Regions from separate parts of the Mus musculus genome. Here all the other regions are linked to region 3. Evidence: chromatin contacts called from public HiChIP or PLAC-seq and promoter capture Hi-C data. All regions are on one chromosome and are shown on one strand. Each heading gives the region's core, a stretch centred on a gene start, on an enhancer-like site or on the middle of the called end of the contact. The rest is flanking DNA. Distances are from core to core; before and after follow the strand shown. Region 1 has its middle 48 kb from the start of Srl. Region 2 overlaps Srl (sarcalumenin). Region 3 holds the start of Ubald1 (UBA-like domain containing 1). Region 4 has its middle 15 kb from the start of Srl. Region 5 holds the start of Adcy9 (adenylate cyclase 9).

The links. Promoter capture Hi-C pulls out the DNA fragments that hold promoters and counts their contacts. HiChIP or PLAC-seq counts read pairs in DNA pulled down with a chosen protein or histone mark.
Region 1: a contact with region 3 is called in a promoter capture Hi-C map of pre-B cells. The contact joins the enhancer-like site here to the promoter of Ubald1 in region 3. A contact is called at or near these places in 4 of 39 promoter capture datasets (the C10 cell line, cranial neural crest and pre-B cells), 3 of 484 Hi-C or Micro-C datasets (CD4 T cells, pre-B cells and regulatory T cells) and 2 of 115 datasets of contacts at active chromatin or transcription factors (memory CD8 T cells and stem cell-derived neural progenitor cells).
Region 2: a promoter capture Hi-C map of pre-B cells shows a contact between it and region 3. The contact joins the enhancer-like site here to the promoter of Ubald1 in region 3. A contact is called at or near these places in 2 of 39 promoter capture datasets (the C10 cell line and pre-B cells), 1 of 484 Hi-C or Micro-C datasets (pre-B cells), 1 of 115 datasets of contacts at active chromatin or transcription factors (CD8 T cells) and 1 of 9 other capture datasets (pancreatic islet).
Region 4: an H3K27ac HiChIP or PLAC-seq map of microglia shows a contact between it and region 3, with 5 times the contacts expected there. The contact joins the enhancer-like site here to the promoter of Ubald1 in region 3. A contact is called at or near these places in 6 of 39 promoter capture datasets (the 3T3-L1 cell line, 3T3-L1-derived adipocytes, embryonic stem cells and 3 more), 1 of 15 datasets of contacts at CTCF or cohesin (the NIH/3T3 cell line), 2 of 484 Hi-C or Micro-C datasets (embryonic stem cells and regulatory T cells), 4 of 115 datasets of contacts at active chromatin or transcription factors (memory CD8 T cells, microglia, pancreatic cancer cells and 1 more) and 2 of 9 other capture datasets (adipose tissue and liver).
Region 5: a contact with region 3 is called in a FOXA1 HiChIP or PLAC-seq map of pancreatic cancer cells. The contact joins the promoter of Adcy9 here to the promoter of Ubald1 in region 3. A contact is called at or near these places in 4 of 39 promoter capture datasets (3T3-L1-derived adipocytes, cranial neural crest, pre-B cells and 1 more), 1 of 484 Hi-C or Micro-C datasets (muscle stem cells) and 1 of 115 datasets of contacts at active chromatin or transcription factors (pancreatic cancer cells).

Annotation. Positions count from the first base shown.
Region 1 is chr16:4,473,746-4,476,445 of GRCm38.p6, reverse strand. No RefSeq gene overlaps it. Among named protein-coding and RNA genes, the nearest start is that of Srl, 48 kb to the left of the region's middle. Within about 2 kb of position 1,260, at least 299 of the 459 cell types and tissues checked have an H3K27ac peak or open chromatin away from gene starts, as enhancers often do. A contact at or near this core is called in memory CD8 T cells, pre-B cells and regulatory T cells, where this site is marked.
Region 2 is chr16:4,496,733-4,499,432 of GRCm38.p6, reverse strand. It overlaps Srl (sarcalumenin), which reads left to right. Exons shown (of 7, transcript NM_175347.6): 2 at 1,718-2,700. Among named protein-coding and RNA genes, the nearest start is that of Srl, 25 kb to the left of the region's middle. Within about 2 kb of position 1,367, at least 33 of the 459 cell types and tissues checked have an H3K27ac peak or open chromatin away from gene starts, as enhancers often do.
Region 3 is chr16:4,878,570-4,881,269 of GRCm38.p6, reverse strand. It overlaps Ubald1 (UBA-like domain containing 1), which reads left to right and starts at 1,419. Exons shown (of 3, transcript NM_145359.2): 1 at 1,419-1,653. The coding sequence starts at 1,534.
Region 4 is chr16:4,536,440-4,539,139 of GRCm38.p6, reverse strand. It overlaps a transcript of Srl not described here. Among named protein-coding and RNA genes, the nearest start is that of Srl, 15 kb to the right of the region's middle. Within about 2 kb of position 1,394, at least 9 of the 459 cell types and tissues checked have an H3K27ac peak or open chromatin away from gene starts, as enhancers often do. A contact at or near this core is called in microglia, where this site is marked.
Region 5 is chr16:4,419,131-4,421,830 of GRCm38.p6, reverse strand. Adcy9 (adenylate cyclase 9) reads left to right here and starts at 1,333. Exons shown (of 11, transcript NM_009624.3): 1 at 1,333-2,055; 2 at 2,243-2,700. The coding sequence starts at 2,286.

The DNA of each region.
Region 1 (2,700 bases), core at 11-2,510, 400 kb after region 3:
TTATCACCAGTACAGAAGATTTTCTTACCCACTTGTTTTGAGATGCGGTCTTGCTATGTCGCCAGGATGGTCTGGAATGCCTGGATTAAAGTGGTTTTCCTGCTGCAGGCCCCCAGTAGTTTTCCTTTTTCTCATTTGTAAAGAACCAATGAACTGAAATCATTAAATTTTTGTTTGAACAGTAATGTATTACCTTTGTTGAAAAGGGTATTTCCATAGAGTCAGGACTCTTCCCTAGAATACCAGAAAAGGAGGTCAGACTTAGGGAGGGAGTGCAACTTCAGCTACACTGAAGGCTGGACATGAGTGTAGGACGGGGTCCTGGGGGAGACGAACGCTTGTGTGGCGGGGGTGATGGATAGGGCAGATGAAAAAGTCCAGGGAGTCTAGGCCACTTAAAGTTCCTGGGCAGAGGACAGCATGAAGAAACTGAAGATCCAGCAGGAGTTTCCTGCCTGCCCCTGGGCCTGCTGTCTTCCCTTAACTCTGTCCCATTCCTAAGAGCTAAGGACCTGGAGAAGCTTAGTCTATCAGCCTGGCCCTGTCTGTAAGACCTGGTTGGACCTTGCATCCACATAGGCACTAAAAAAGCCCAGTCCACGCCCCGTCTCTGGTTTCTGTGACATTTTGGCATATTCCACCTCACGAAGCCAGTTAACACCTGGCAGTGTTTGTGAAAGCAAGGATGCGATGTTGTGATGTGTTTCTGCCCCTGCGGCCCTGTGAGGACATGGGACTGCTGTTGGTCCTCCACCTCCCCATTCCGCAAGGCCACAGGTGGAGAGATGCACTTCTGGAATGCATGGGTTGCAACTGGCATCCTGTCTGTGGCCAAATCTGGTTCCTCTATCACTACCGGAAACCCTGTGGCTGTGCCTGGCCTTGGCCTTCTTCCCCAGTTCGGCTCCTGATCTTAATGAGGAAAGTGAGGCCAGTTCTGAACCCGGGTCCTGAAAGTGGGGGGAGTGGAGCTCCTCACTGAACGTCTCTCAAGCCAGGCTTTTCATTCACTCAAATTTGTCTTCCTGAGGTGGGGGTCACCACCTACGGTGCAGCCACTGGCCGTGGCCCTACAGGCACCAGCCACAGAGAGGGTTGCAAGCTGGGTCTCAGGCACAGGAAGCAGTTCACAAGGCAGCAGTCTTGGTGCGCATGCGCACGACCGCACTGCTCCGTCGCGCTCCCTAGCGGCCATCTCTCGGTGCTGTCGTGCTGGCACAGCGCATGCGCAGACGTGGAACCTCGCGGTGCTTCCTGAGTCTACACTGAGTCTCGAGTGGGCGGTGACTGGGCAGCCGGTCCCAAGATCTTTTCGAGGCTCAAAGTCCCCTCAACTCCTTCGTGTCCGAGTCCGAGCTCTGTCTTGTATCCGAGATCTAGTGGGACGTGAGGTAGTTGCACGCCATTACCTCAGCGCCAGCCGCCTTGCAGCTCCGGAGACCAAGCGGTGAGGCTAAAGAGGCCGATGCACCTGGCCCTTCCAAGCAGTCCCCCTCACCCTCCAGCCAGAGGACGTCTAGGAGCCTGAAGCCAGCCGAGTTACCCAGGGGACAAGGCTGTGTCCTGAAGGCCGGTGTTGCTGAGGCTCTGCCCTTCGGAAGCTGTGGAACTGACAACTTTGAAGCCCTGAGAGGATCTGCAAAATTCTGATTTAGGACCCAGGAGGCCTTGAACTTGCTCAGAGTTATATGCTGTGGACAGTACATCCTAGAGAATTTGGTGCTTGCTGTTTTTAGAGGGCTATTTTCTCCTGGGCCAGCCCCCAGCTAAAACAGGAAGTGAGGATTTTAAGAGATGATCCTAGGAGCTTGAAATTTAAGCTGACCTCCTCTGTCATTAGCCACAAAGCTTTAGCCTAAAGTGGTGGCGCATGTCTTTAATCCCAGCACTTGAGAGGCAGGTGGATCTTTGTGAGTTCTGGCCAGCCTGGTCTACAGATCGGGTTTGTACTGGCTAGTTTTGTGTCAACTTGAGTTGACACAGTCTGGAGTCTGGTGTGGTAGTCTTGGTTCTATAAGAAAGCAGGCTGAGGGCTGGTGAGATGGCTCAGTGGGTAAGAGCACCCGACTGCTCTTCCGAAGGTCAGGAGTTCAAATCCCAGCAACCACATGGTGGCTCACAACCATCCGTAACAGGATCTGACGCCCTCTTCTGTAGTGTCTGAAGACAGCTACAGTGTACTTACATATAATGAATAAATAAATCTTTGAAAAAAAAAAAAGCCAGGGGAAGCAAGCCAGTAATGAACATCCCTCCATGGCCTCTGCATCAGCTCCTGCTTTCTGACCTGCTTGACTCCCAGTCCTGACTTCCTTTGGTGATGAACAGCAGTGTGGAAGAGTAAGCCGAATAAACCCTTTCGTGGCCATGAGGTTTGTGCAGAAATAGAAACCCTGACTAAGACAGGGTTCCAGGACAGAGAAGCTCTTATCTCAAAAAACCAAAACAAATCAAAAGACAATGAAGCTCTGCTATTTTCCTCCACTTCAGTATGAGGGGAATCACCGCTCCTCCTGCCCCCAGTGAGATGGAAATGGCAGCTATAGGATACTATAATATATATATATATATATATACAGGGGCAATACTGTGGATACCGTAATATGATGTATATATACAGGGGTAATACTGTGGATACCGTAATATAATATACAGGGGTAATACTGTGGATACCATAATATGATATATATACAGGGGTAA
Region 2 (2,700 bases), core at 118-2,617, 380 kb after region 3:
CTTGTTGCCCAGAGGATTGTCAGTTTCCTTAGGTTAAACCAAATTCCTGCCCAGATTCTTCTCAGGGACTAGGGAGTTAGAAATGCAGGAGAAGGAATTGGGGCAAGTAATATTTAGCTCCCCCTGCTGTGACCAAGGGACCAGGAATTCTTACTGGTACCTACATGTAAATGCAGACTCCTAGAACTTTCTGTAGGGCATCCAAGGGTCATACGCACTGGAAACACACAATTAAAACATTGATTCTGCTACCCACGAGCGAGGTATATAATCCTGGAAAGGGGATAAGTGCAGTCAGGGGCTGGGATTGCCATCAGAAGGTTCCTGTGCCCCCTGAATACATCATGGACCAGGAGTTGGCAGCGCTGTGTTCTAATCACATGGTGGCCATGTGTCTGTGGCAAAGCAAAGACCATCACCAATTTAGGTCTAGAATCTTCCAGACAAGATGAGCGAGCTCAGAAATACTGGTGTGCTTGGGGTAAAGTTTTATACATTTGTATATAGGGCTCCTCTTTAGGAGCTTCTGGTCCTTCAGGAGCTGGCACAGTTGACTAGTCATGGGAACTAGTGAGAAAACGCTCATTCCCGAAGGCTGGAGACTGCCCCTGCCTCTGAGAACTGGTAAGGGCTCAGGTACCTGGAGATGAAGGCTGTTTACTTCAATGAAGGAGGCGATGCAAGCACTAGTCTTTGTCTAAGAGAGGGTGTCCTTTTCCAGCACAGGGGTGGAGAAGTCTTAGTCACACTGAAGTGGGGAGTCTATATCCCACCCCTTCCCATGGGGTTGCAGTTTCTCCCACAGGCCTCCTCTTTAGGCACATCCCAGTTTGGGAGAGAAGATCAGAAGGGCTAGGCCCAAACTTTGCTTCACATCCCTTTCCAAAAACACCCAACTTGACCCTTGGTGGCAGTGTCTGGCATAGACTGGGCCCCTGTTTGCTCTGTTGTCCCTGTGCCCTCTGCTCTGTGGGTACAGTTGCAGGACCTTAGAAGGGGATCCCCTTCAGAAGGGGTTGGCTGAGGCCACTGGGAAGCCCAGGCCCTGCCCATTTTGGATGTCTCCTCCTCAGGCCCTGTTTCCTCTTAATCTGAGGTAGGGAGGCCAGCAAATGCCTGCCCTTAAGGGGACAGGGTTAGATGTGTGACTTAATAAAGCCGAGAGCCATGAGTAATCCCCTGAGTACTTTGCCGTGTAACCCAAGATTATCTGGCCTACAAACACCTGTTTTCACTCCTTTGCTGATAGTAGTATAAAAAGCATGCTGGTTAATGACTCTAGGAACCGACAAGGAAAGGAATGCACTCGCCTTTGTCCTATCTTGGAATATCTCCTCAGGAGCCAGGTGGCACGTGCCATGCCCGCTCCAAGGTTAAGGAAGGACTGGAAGGGCTCACCCAAGTTTCTATCCATATATGGTCATTAGGACCCAGGGGAAGACTTGAAGGTCAGGGTCAAGCTTTGGCAGCTCTTGGGTTACTACAGCAACTAACACCTTCAGTGGTGGACAGCAGGTCAATCAGTTAACTCCCTACTCTGCAGATCCTACAGGCTTGGAGGGAGGCAGGTGACCCGGAGGACCCCAGCTGGGAGGCATAGCCCTGGATAGCAGGCACAGGCGGAGCTTCCTGCAGTGGAAGCTAGACTGATAGAGACTCTTGAGAAGCAGGGCAGTGCCGACCCTGTGAACTGACCAATCATGTTCTAATCATTTAGAACTGCAAGTCTCTGCTTCGGGTGGCACGGAAGATGTTGGCAATTTGTTGGAGAATCATTTCTCTGCTGGAGACGCGAGTCTAGAGGAGAAGGAAAGGGCGCTTTATGCAGATGCGGCCCCTGGAGACAAGAACCTACTCCTTCACTACCCAGACGGCAGGGAGGCTGAGAGCTTGGAGCAGACTCCTGCAGGGGCCCCTTCCACTGCCAACGGCCAGGGCTCCGAAACCGAAGCTAGCCTGTCCAATACCTCAGCTGCAGAGTCAGCTCCGCCTGGGGATGTTGAAGGGCCTGGGGAGGAAGAGGAGGGCCCACATGCAGCAGGCACCCTTCCTCCAGGAGGGATTGAAGGGCCAGAAGAAGAGAGGCCACAGTTCAGTTCTGGGAAGGAGCCAGGGCAGGAGGAGGCTGGGGTGGGGGTTCCCACAGAGGGGGCTGCCAGTATGGAGGCAGAAGTGCAAGAGGGAAGTAGTGGGGTCCCTGAGGAATTACAGGGACTCTTAGGAGATGGGCCTATGAATGAAGCAGCAGGGACAGCAGAGTCTGTAGTCACCCAGTCCTCTCCTCCCATAGAGGGTAAAGAGGCAGAAGGTGAGGGCAACACAGGTTCTGATCACCAATCCACAGAGCTAGATGGAACCCAGGATGCCATACCTGCCGGAGATGAATCGGAAGCCAGGGAGGGAGCAGAGGACAAGCCCCAGGACTACTCCCTGCAGTCAGAGGACACAGCCACTCCCGGGCCTGATCACCAGCCCACAGACCTACATGCAGCCTCTGACACGGCATCTTCTGGAGTAGAGGCAGAAGAAGGTGCAGAGGAATCAAAGGCTGAGGTGGACACAGAATCTGGGGAGAAGGTTGAGGACCAGGGGGAGCCTAGACCTAGCCTGGATGCTGGTTCAGCTATAGAGGCCAATAAACAGTCTGAGTACACCCAGGCAAGGGAGACAGAGAACGACTCTCCTGAGGGCCAGGTGTCA
Region 3 (2,700 bases), core at 170-2,669:
CTTCGTGTGGACAGATGGGCAAAACGTCTAAGAAAGGGAGACACTCACTAGTCCCGCTGCTACCCATAAACTAAACTCGCAGCTATAACTCAGAGCCTTCCAAGCTCCCCGTCCTCGTTTCTTCCTCCTTTTCTTCCTATCTAAGGATCTTTCAGTCCCACCTCCTTCCCATCTTCCTCCAGCCACCCGATCGGAGAGCCCCTAGGAGTGAAGGGCAAGATAGAACTCCATTTCCCTAGGTATCAACTGGGCCCCACACCTTTACGGCCTCAGCGGTCCTAGCGAGAACAAAGGATCAGGTGTATCAAAACGTCTCAAGAGCCCGCAGTTGGCTTCCGAGGCCTGCGCTTACTTCCTCGGGGCAGTGTCGCTATAATGAAGCTTTCGGACCTAACGCCTCCCCTCCCGGCTGGTTCTACAGGGGGCCAGGTCAAAGGTGAGGCCAGTGAGAGCAAAGAACCCGGGCAACGTCTCTCAGCCGAGAAGACAACGCCAGCCCTCTCCTCCCCCCAGCTTCTGGGCGACTCTTCCACGTCCGACCGGCCACTCTACCAACCGCGACGTCAGCCGGAAGTGGCATGTGCGGGGCTGTAAACACCGCCTGCGAAATCACGCACCCAGCTCCCGACCCCGCCCCCACGCCACGTGATGCGCCCGCCCCCGCCGCCGCCTCATTGGGCGGCCAGCTTTGTTTACCTTATATGGCCAGGTCCTAACACCCCGTGACGGCCCATTGGTACAGTCGCGACCTCACTCAGGTGACGTCACTGGGACAGAAAGATGCAAATAAACCGGGGCATTGTGGGAATGGCAGTCGTGGCCGTTTCTGTACGTGCTCCGCGCGGTCCTTTTGCCAGCAGGCTGCTGGAAGTTTTTCTTTTGCGTGGGAAAGTGGGAGTTGAAAGAAAGGGGACGCCAAGGCTCCGGAGCAGGGGCTGTCTTTTTTTTTTTTTTTTTTTTTTTTTTTTTTTTTAAGACGCTCTTCCTGCACGACTGGCCAAGAGTTAGGCAAAGATGCCTTGCGAGCTCTGGAATGCTTCCAGGAGGTGGTGATTTCTAGCAGCGCCTTGAAAGGCAGATGCTCTGCGATACCGAGCGTTTTCTAAGTCTCAGGATTTTAGGAGTGTTTCAGCCTAGGGCAGTGGAGTAGGACCAAAGCTATCAGAGAGTCCCCTAAGAGCGCGCCTATTAATATTGTGATGCTAAGCACAGCAGCACACAGGACCTCCAGGGCCCAGTGATAAGGCAAGCTTGTGCAATGGTCCCTGGTTCGCAACTTCGCCTCTCAGCCTGGGGCACGGGCTGCGCGCCCCACTGAGATCGCTCGGGAGAGGGCGTCCACGCTCCTTCCCGGTCCGTTCGGCGGGGGCGTCGCGGACTACACATCCCAGCATGCTTCGCCGGCCGCGGGGCAGCGAGGCGCGGTGAGTCAGAGCGCACAGTAAATATTTGTATTAGCCGGGGCCGGCTCGCTAATGGTGGACGCGTGAGGCTAGCGCGCAGGGAGGCCGGAGCGGGCTGCACGGCGGCGCCATGTCCGTGAACATGGACGAGCTCAAACACCAGGTCATGATCAACCAGTTCGTGCTGACGGCGGGCTGTGCGGCCGATCAGGCGAAGCAACTGCTACAAGCGGCCCACTGGCAGTTCGAGGTGCGTAGGGGAACCGGGGACGGGCGCGGGCGGTGTGGACACGTGCCGGGGTGCCGGCTGCGGGCATCACCGACCGCCAGGCCAGAGCCCCGGAAACCCCGCTATCAGGACTGGATACCCTCCCCCAACACCCCCCCCCCCCCGGTCCCGGTAACGGCTGAGGAGGAGACAGCCGCCTGGAAGACGCCCAGGGCCGTGCCGGAGGCGGAGTCGCTTGGAGAGAGCGGTCTCAGGGTCGGTGTGCCGGGTGGGCGGTTTGCGGGAGTGCGCACACGTACATGTGGATTTGTATTTACGCACGCACCGCGCTTGGGCGTCAGCAGGGCACATCGAAGGTTGTGGGCATGTGGGCGCGTGTGCGGACTCAAAGCCCGTCTCGAGTGCGTGTCTGATACAGGATACCTTTGTGTCATGTTTGGTGTGTGTGTGCAGCGTGTACATAGGTGGTGGTTTGCTGATGGTAATCGTGCTGGGTATGGTGCGGTGTATGTTCATATACGTCATGGAGTGTATGGGTGGTGTGCTGGATCCTCAGAGTAAATTACGAGAGTCTGTATGTGTGTAGCCCACTCCAAAGGTGTCACCGGGGCGGGATCCTTATGAAGACCTGGGTATCCTCGGGCCTGACAAAGGAACCTGTATCTTGGGATGGTGTACTGTATACGGTTCACTTATTTTAGGGCATTTTAGACAGAAGATGGGAAGGTCAGTCTGGCTCTCATCTACTCCCAGGTTTCTCTTGACCGGTAGGATTATGTGCCCAGTCTTTTGTGTTACTAAGATGCCTCTGTTCCTCTAACTCAAAACCCCACATTCACCACTTGTGGGTATCGAGATGAGACTCTCTGGCTTGTAGCTGTGTGGGTACATGTGTGAGTCACAACCAGAGCCAGTCTAGTATTCTGTGCCCAGTTGGAGACCCCAGAGCTTGGCTTCCCAGTGGGAACCATCCCATTTTCAGTAGGAAAAGCCAGGAAGTGGAGACCAAGGCTTAACTTCCTGGTGCAGGATCAGAACCTCCCCAGGCTGGGAAGACTGTAGCCCTTC
Region 4 (2,700 bases), core at 145-2,644, 340 kb after region 3:
TATCTAGAGATGGACATCTAGATCGATTCTAATTTATAGCTATTGTAATTTCATTTTTTAAAGACCCTGTCCCTTAAATGGATTGGGTCAGTTTTCCATCTTACCCATGAGTATGTGACAATTCAGGTTTGTCTTGTGCTTCGTTGATGACCTCTTTGGTGATTGTTTGAGATCAGGGCTGGTTATTCTTGGTCCCTGGTTCCCTCATTGGTCCTATTTTGAGTCTCTATTAGGAGCAATACTTTCTCACTTCTTGGGAAATGTATTCTTTTTGCTCTAAGAATGTTGTGAAGGATCATTGCGTCACACCTTGTTGCCTTTATGATGATTCTCGAGAAAATTCTTGCTGAATCTCAATAACAGAAATAATTTTATTTCTTCTGAGCATGTGTTCTTAGTTTAAGGAAACTGAATTGGGCATGTGGTTAATAAGTTATGCATGTGTTAGGTCTTAAATATATAGTCTTTTTTTCCCTCCTAGACTTTCCTTTTGTGTTTCTTCCTGTTTCTCTTCTGCTGTTTGTTGCATTCTTACTATATTTAATGAATTATTAGCAACTACGTTTATGCTTTTCTGGCATAGTATGACACTTTTTAAAAAAAGATTTATTTATTTATTTATTATATGTAAGTACACTGTAGCTGTCTTCAGACACACCAGAAGAGGGCGTCAGATCTCATTACAGATGGTTGTGAGCCACCATGTAATTGTTGGGATTTGAACTCAGGACCTCTGGAAGAGCAGTCAGTGCTCTTAACGTCTGAGCCATCTCTCCAGTCCATTATGGTACTTTTATTGTGTGCCCTTTGTGCCATGGTTTGGGCAGAATAAGAGTAACACCTCAGCTGCATCAGATGTTTGAAGAATCATCTGGTGGTAGAGGAGGGGTCCTTGCCATGACCTTGGTCTCTTCAGCAGTGACTATTGGCCCCAGGCCTTGTGTAGAGCACACAGAGATCATCACACAGCCTCTTGGAGCCAGTCATCTGACCATGCTGTCCTTAGTATCAGATGTTGGTCCTGGCTCCACCCTGTTCCCCCAAGCTCATCCTACTGTCCCCCACCCCAACCCGTGTCTCTCTGCTTTCCTCAGTGCTGGTGAGTGTGTGACATTTGTCTTTTTCACATGGAGTTCTGCTTGCCTGCCTTGTCCTTTAATCTTGGAGGTGGGGTCAGACTCCATTCCTGCCTTATCCCTTCTATTTGCTACCCCGCTGAATTGCAGGTTTCTTCTCTTGATTGACAAGAACACGTGCTGAGCAAGAGAAGAGGGTGGGGCTGGGGGCTGCAGGCAAAACTGGCATTAAATCTGGCAACTGTGCAAAGGAATGAACTCCTCAAATTGGCTCTCCTTCCATCACACCCCTGATCTTGAAAAAGGAACCAGAAGTGACAGCTGCACCATTTCCTGAATTAGGTGGCCTGAATCAAGGCTGACTCCAGGGAGCAGCCTATCTGGGTGTACATTCTCATGATTAAGCAGACAACAGGCAAGTGTTTGGAGAAGTTTGTGTGTGCTTTTCTTCAAAGAACAGAGGTTGTCCTCAACAAGTTGCCCCTGTTACCTTCTGTCCTGTGGGAGTTGAATATACTGCTCTGTGGCTGCATACAGAATTGAAAAAAATGTGCTGTTCTCTTGTAAGAAAAGGCAATGCCATTGAGGCTGGATGGGTAGGGTGGATTCTTTGCCACCAGAGGGATGGGCCTGTGCTTTTTCTGTAAGATGCTGAGATGGCAGGTGGGAAGGGGAGCCACAGTGTGGGCTGATTCGAAGTTCCCATGTATTGACAGTGGGCAATTTTTCTCTAATATCAAGCATCTCATCACAGAGTATTCAAATCGAATGCATGAATATGTCAGAGACTTTGGAAGAAGTTCCCATCTTGGGTGGGAATTTGAATTCTTCTAAGATTGATGACCTATAATGACCAAGATAAATAGGATAGTCCTTTTAGTAAGTGCTACTTATTAGTCAGCTATTGTAGGTCACACTTGTAATCTCAGTATTCAGGAGATGGAGGCAGGAGTATTGCTAGAAGTTTGAGGCAACTTGGATTACATAGTAAGGTTTTAAGCTGGGCTGAGATACAATGTGAGACCCCATGACAAGGTCACTATGTCTTCCTGACTATTCTGGAGCTCACCAGGCTGGTCATGAACTCACAGAGATCCACCTGCCTCTCTGCCTCTTGAGTGCCAGGATTACTTACAGGTGTACTCCACAATACCCAATGAGAGACTATTAAAAAAAATCCCCAAATTTGAATGAGATAGCTTAGTGCGTAAAAGTGTTACACTAAGCCTGATGACCTAAATTCAGTCCTCAGGACTCATGGTGAAGGAGAGAATTGACTCACCAAAGTTGTTCACGCCATGCTGTCTCACGCACATAATAATAAATAAAATATTAAAAGATGCCAAAGCTGGGCAGAGTGGTTCCCATTTACAATCTCAGGATTTGGGTGTTGGAGACAGGAGGACCAGGAGTTAAAGGGTATTCATGACAACATGAATCAAGCCTGGGCTACTTGAGACCCTACCCCCCCCCCATCCCCCATCTATGGAATGTGCAACAGATGCAAACTCAAATGCTGCCTAAGGTAAGGTCCGACAATTTCCCAGGTTCTTGAGGAATGTTTGAGCCTGACAATCTACCAACTCAGCTGCTCAGGATAGACTAAGCTGCACTGTGCCAGGAA
Region 5 (2,700 bases), core at 84-2,583, 460 kb after region 3:
TGGTGACTCTGGCACTGTGAAGAGCACTTGGCAGTTTGGTTGTGGAGTATTTTTCAGATTAAGTTCCTTCCTCAGATGTTTTCTCATAATTAGATGGACATCTTGCACTTTGAGCTGGAATATATCAACAATGACACGTTTACTTTAAAAAGTTCCTGTTTATTGTGGTGCAATACATACTGCATAAAACTTACCATTTATGCAGTTGTACTTATCATTAAAGCAATCCAAAGACACTAGTACGTTCATGAAGTATACCTACTACAGAATCCACGGCGTTGTGTTCTCACTAGTTCCAGATGTTTTCATCACCCCAAAAGGAACCCCCAGGCTTGATAGTGTAGTCAATACCTAGTACTTCATACAACCGCAGGCATCCATCACCTGTATTTTCTCTATAGATTTGCTTGTTCTGGGCATTTCACATTAATACAATCATACAATATGTGGCCTCTTGTGTTTGGTTTCTTTTACCCAGTGTGTTTCAGAGGTTGTAGCAAGTGTACTTCATTTTTATAGTCGAATAATATTCGGTTGTATAGATAGTCTATATTTTACCTTCCTATTCCTGAATTCCACAGTGACTGTGGATGCCTGGGATGGGCCCCGAGAGCTGTGGGAAGGAAGGGTCAGTTAGTCCCCTGTGGTTGCAGAAAAACACTGTACGGTGTGGCAGCCAGGGTGCGACCAGAGAATATAGAATTGTGTTTATTCAGGCCAGAGTTTACACAGACCAATGTAGAACTTATTAATGGGAAGCTGATTTCTTTGAACGTTTTCCTTGTGGAGAGGGAAAAACAGTTGTTCATGTGAAGAATGAAAGATCTTCAAAGTCGGGAAGATAACTTCCCCAGGGGGTTGGCAAAGGTGGTCCTCAGTGGTGCTCGACTTTAGAAGCTATCAGAAGTGGCTTGGCTGGTGATGATCATTTCCATCCCCCAGCAAGTTCAGAGGGGCCTAGCACCACTGGGAACACTCCTACATTGCTGGCAGAATGGGAGGGAGGTCACAATCGAGCAAAGCCAGGGACTGAAAACTTCGATGTATCCAAAAGGTAAACTGCGCTTAGATGCTTCCTGTGCGGACTTGGGGGCCAGGCTGCGGGGCAAGTAGTCAAAGGCAGCCAAGGCCTCGGAAGAAGGCGGAGGCCTGGTGCCCACAGCAGGCGGCCCAGGCTCGGAGCAGCCCAGGGCGGAGGGCGGCGCCCAGAGCGCGTCCGCCCGGCCCCGCCCCGCTGCAGCCCCGAGCCGGGCGCGCGCTCCTAGGCGGGGTGGCGCGCTGCTGGTGCGCGTGTCCCGGACCCGGCGGTGACGTGCGCGGGCCGCGCGTGCGCGCTGCGGCAGAGGAGAGGGGCGGCGCGGGCGCGCGTCTGTCAGTGACAGCGGGAGGGGGAGGAGGAGGGGGCCGGAGATGGTGGTGGCGGCGGCTGCGGCTGCTACTCTTCCGACCTGAGGCAGCGGCTGCGGGAGAGCGGGCGGCGGGCGCAGCCGCAGCGGCATCTGTAGCTCAGGCAGGGCCCCTGGGGCGTGGGCGCGGCGTGCGGACGACCGGCGTGCTGGCCAGCCGGCGTCGCGGGAGTCAGGCTCTGCGGCAGCCCGCACGGCGGTCTGTGGAGGGGCCCGCGCAGTGCCCCGAGCTCGGCTCTGGGCCGGGGTGCGTTCGGCTGCGGGCAGCAGGCCCTGCTAGACCGGCCGCTCGGACGGGCGGCCCTCGGGCTCCTCAAGCTCGCGAGCAGGGGCGCGGGGCAGGGTAGCCCGCTGGTGCTTAGCCGCAAGGGGACGGAACGCGGCAGGAGCCGCAGGTTGGCCCGCGCGCTTTGACGCACCGGGCGCTGCTGCGGCAGGATGAAGCGCTGCTCGCCTCCCGAGTTGTTTTTGCGAAAGCTGCTCCCGGTGCCCCGAGCGCTCAAGGTCTGAACTTCCCTCTGGAGCTGCAGTTGGAGTTGCACGGGGAGAGGCCACCAGCGGGCGACGGCGCCCGAGGGGAGCGCAGCGCAGCGCTGCCGGGGACCCAAGACTCAGCGCGGCCGCGGCACGAGAACCCTGGGAGCACCAGGTACGGCCCGTGCGGTTCTCGCTCGCCTTGGCGCTTTTATGCGCCGTTATGGGCAGTTTTGGTGAACATATGGTGGTGCCTTCCCAAGTGGCTCGCCAGAGCTCGCACTCGCGACAAGCACAGGTCGCGTGGCCCTCCGGGAGTGTGTGTAGTCAGGCCGCTCTAATTCTGCTGGTTTTGCCTGCAGGTGCCCCTGACCTGGTCGGGAAAGGTTCCAAGAGCTCGGCAACATGGCTTCCTCACCCCACCAGCAGCTGCTGCATCACCATAGCACCGAGGTGAGCTGCGACTCAAGCGGAGACAGCAACAGCGTGAGGGTCAAGATCAACCCTAAGCAGCTGTCCTCCAACACCCACCCGAAGCACTGCAAGTACAGCATCTCCTCCAGCTGTAGCAGCTCGGGAGACTCAGGGGGCCTTCCCCGGAGGGTTGGCGGCGGGGGTCGCCTGCGCAGACAGAAGAAGCTGCCCCAGCTTTTTGAGAGGGCCTCCAGCCGGTGGTGGGACCCCAAATTCGACTCCATGAACCTGGAGGAGGCCTGCCTGGAGCGCTGCTTTCCGCAGACCCAGCGCCGCTTCCGGTACGCACTCTTTTATGTGGGCTTCGCCTGCCTTCTCTGGAGCATCTATTTCGCTGTCCACATGA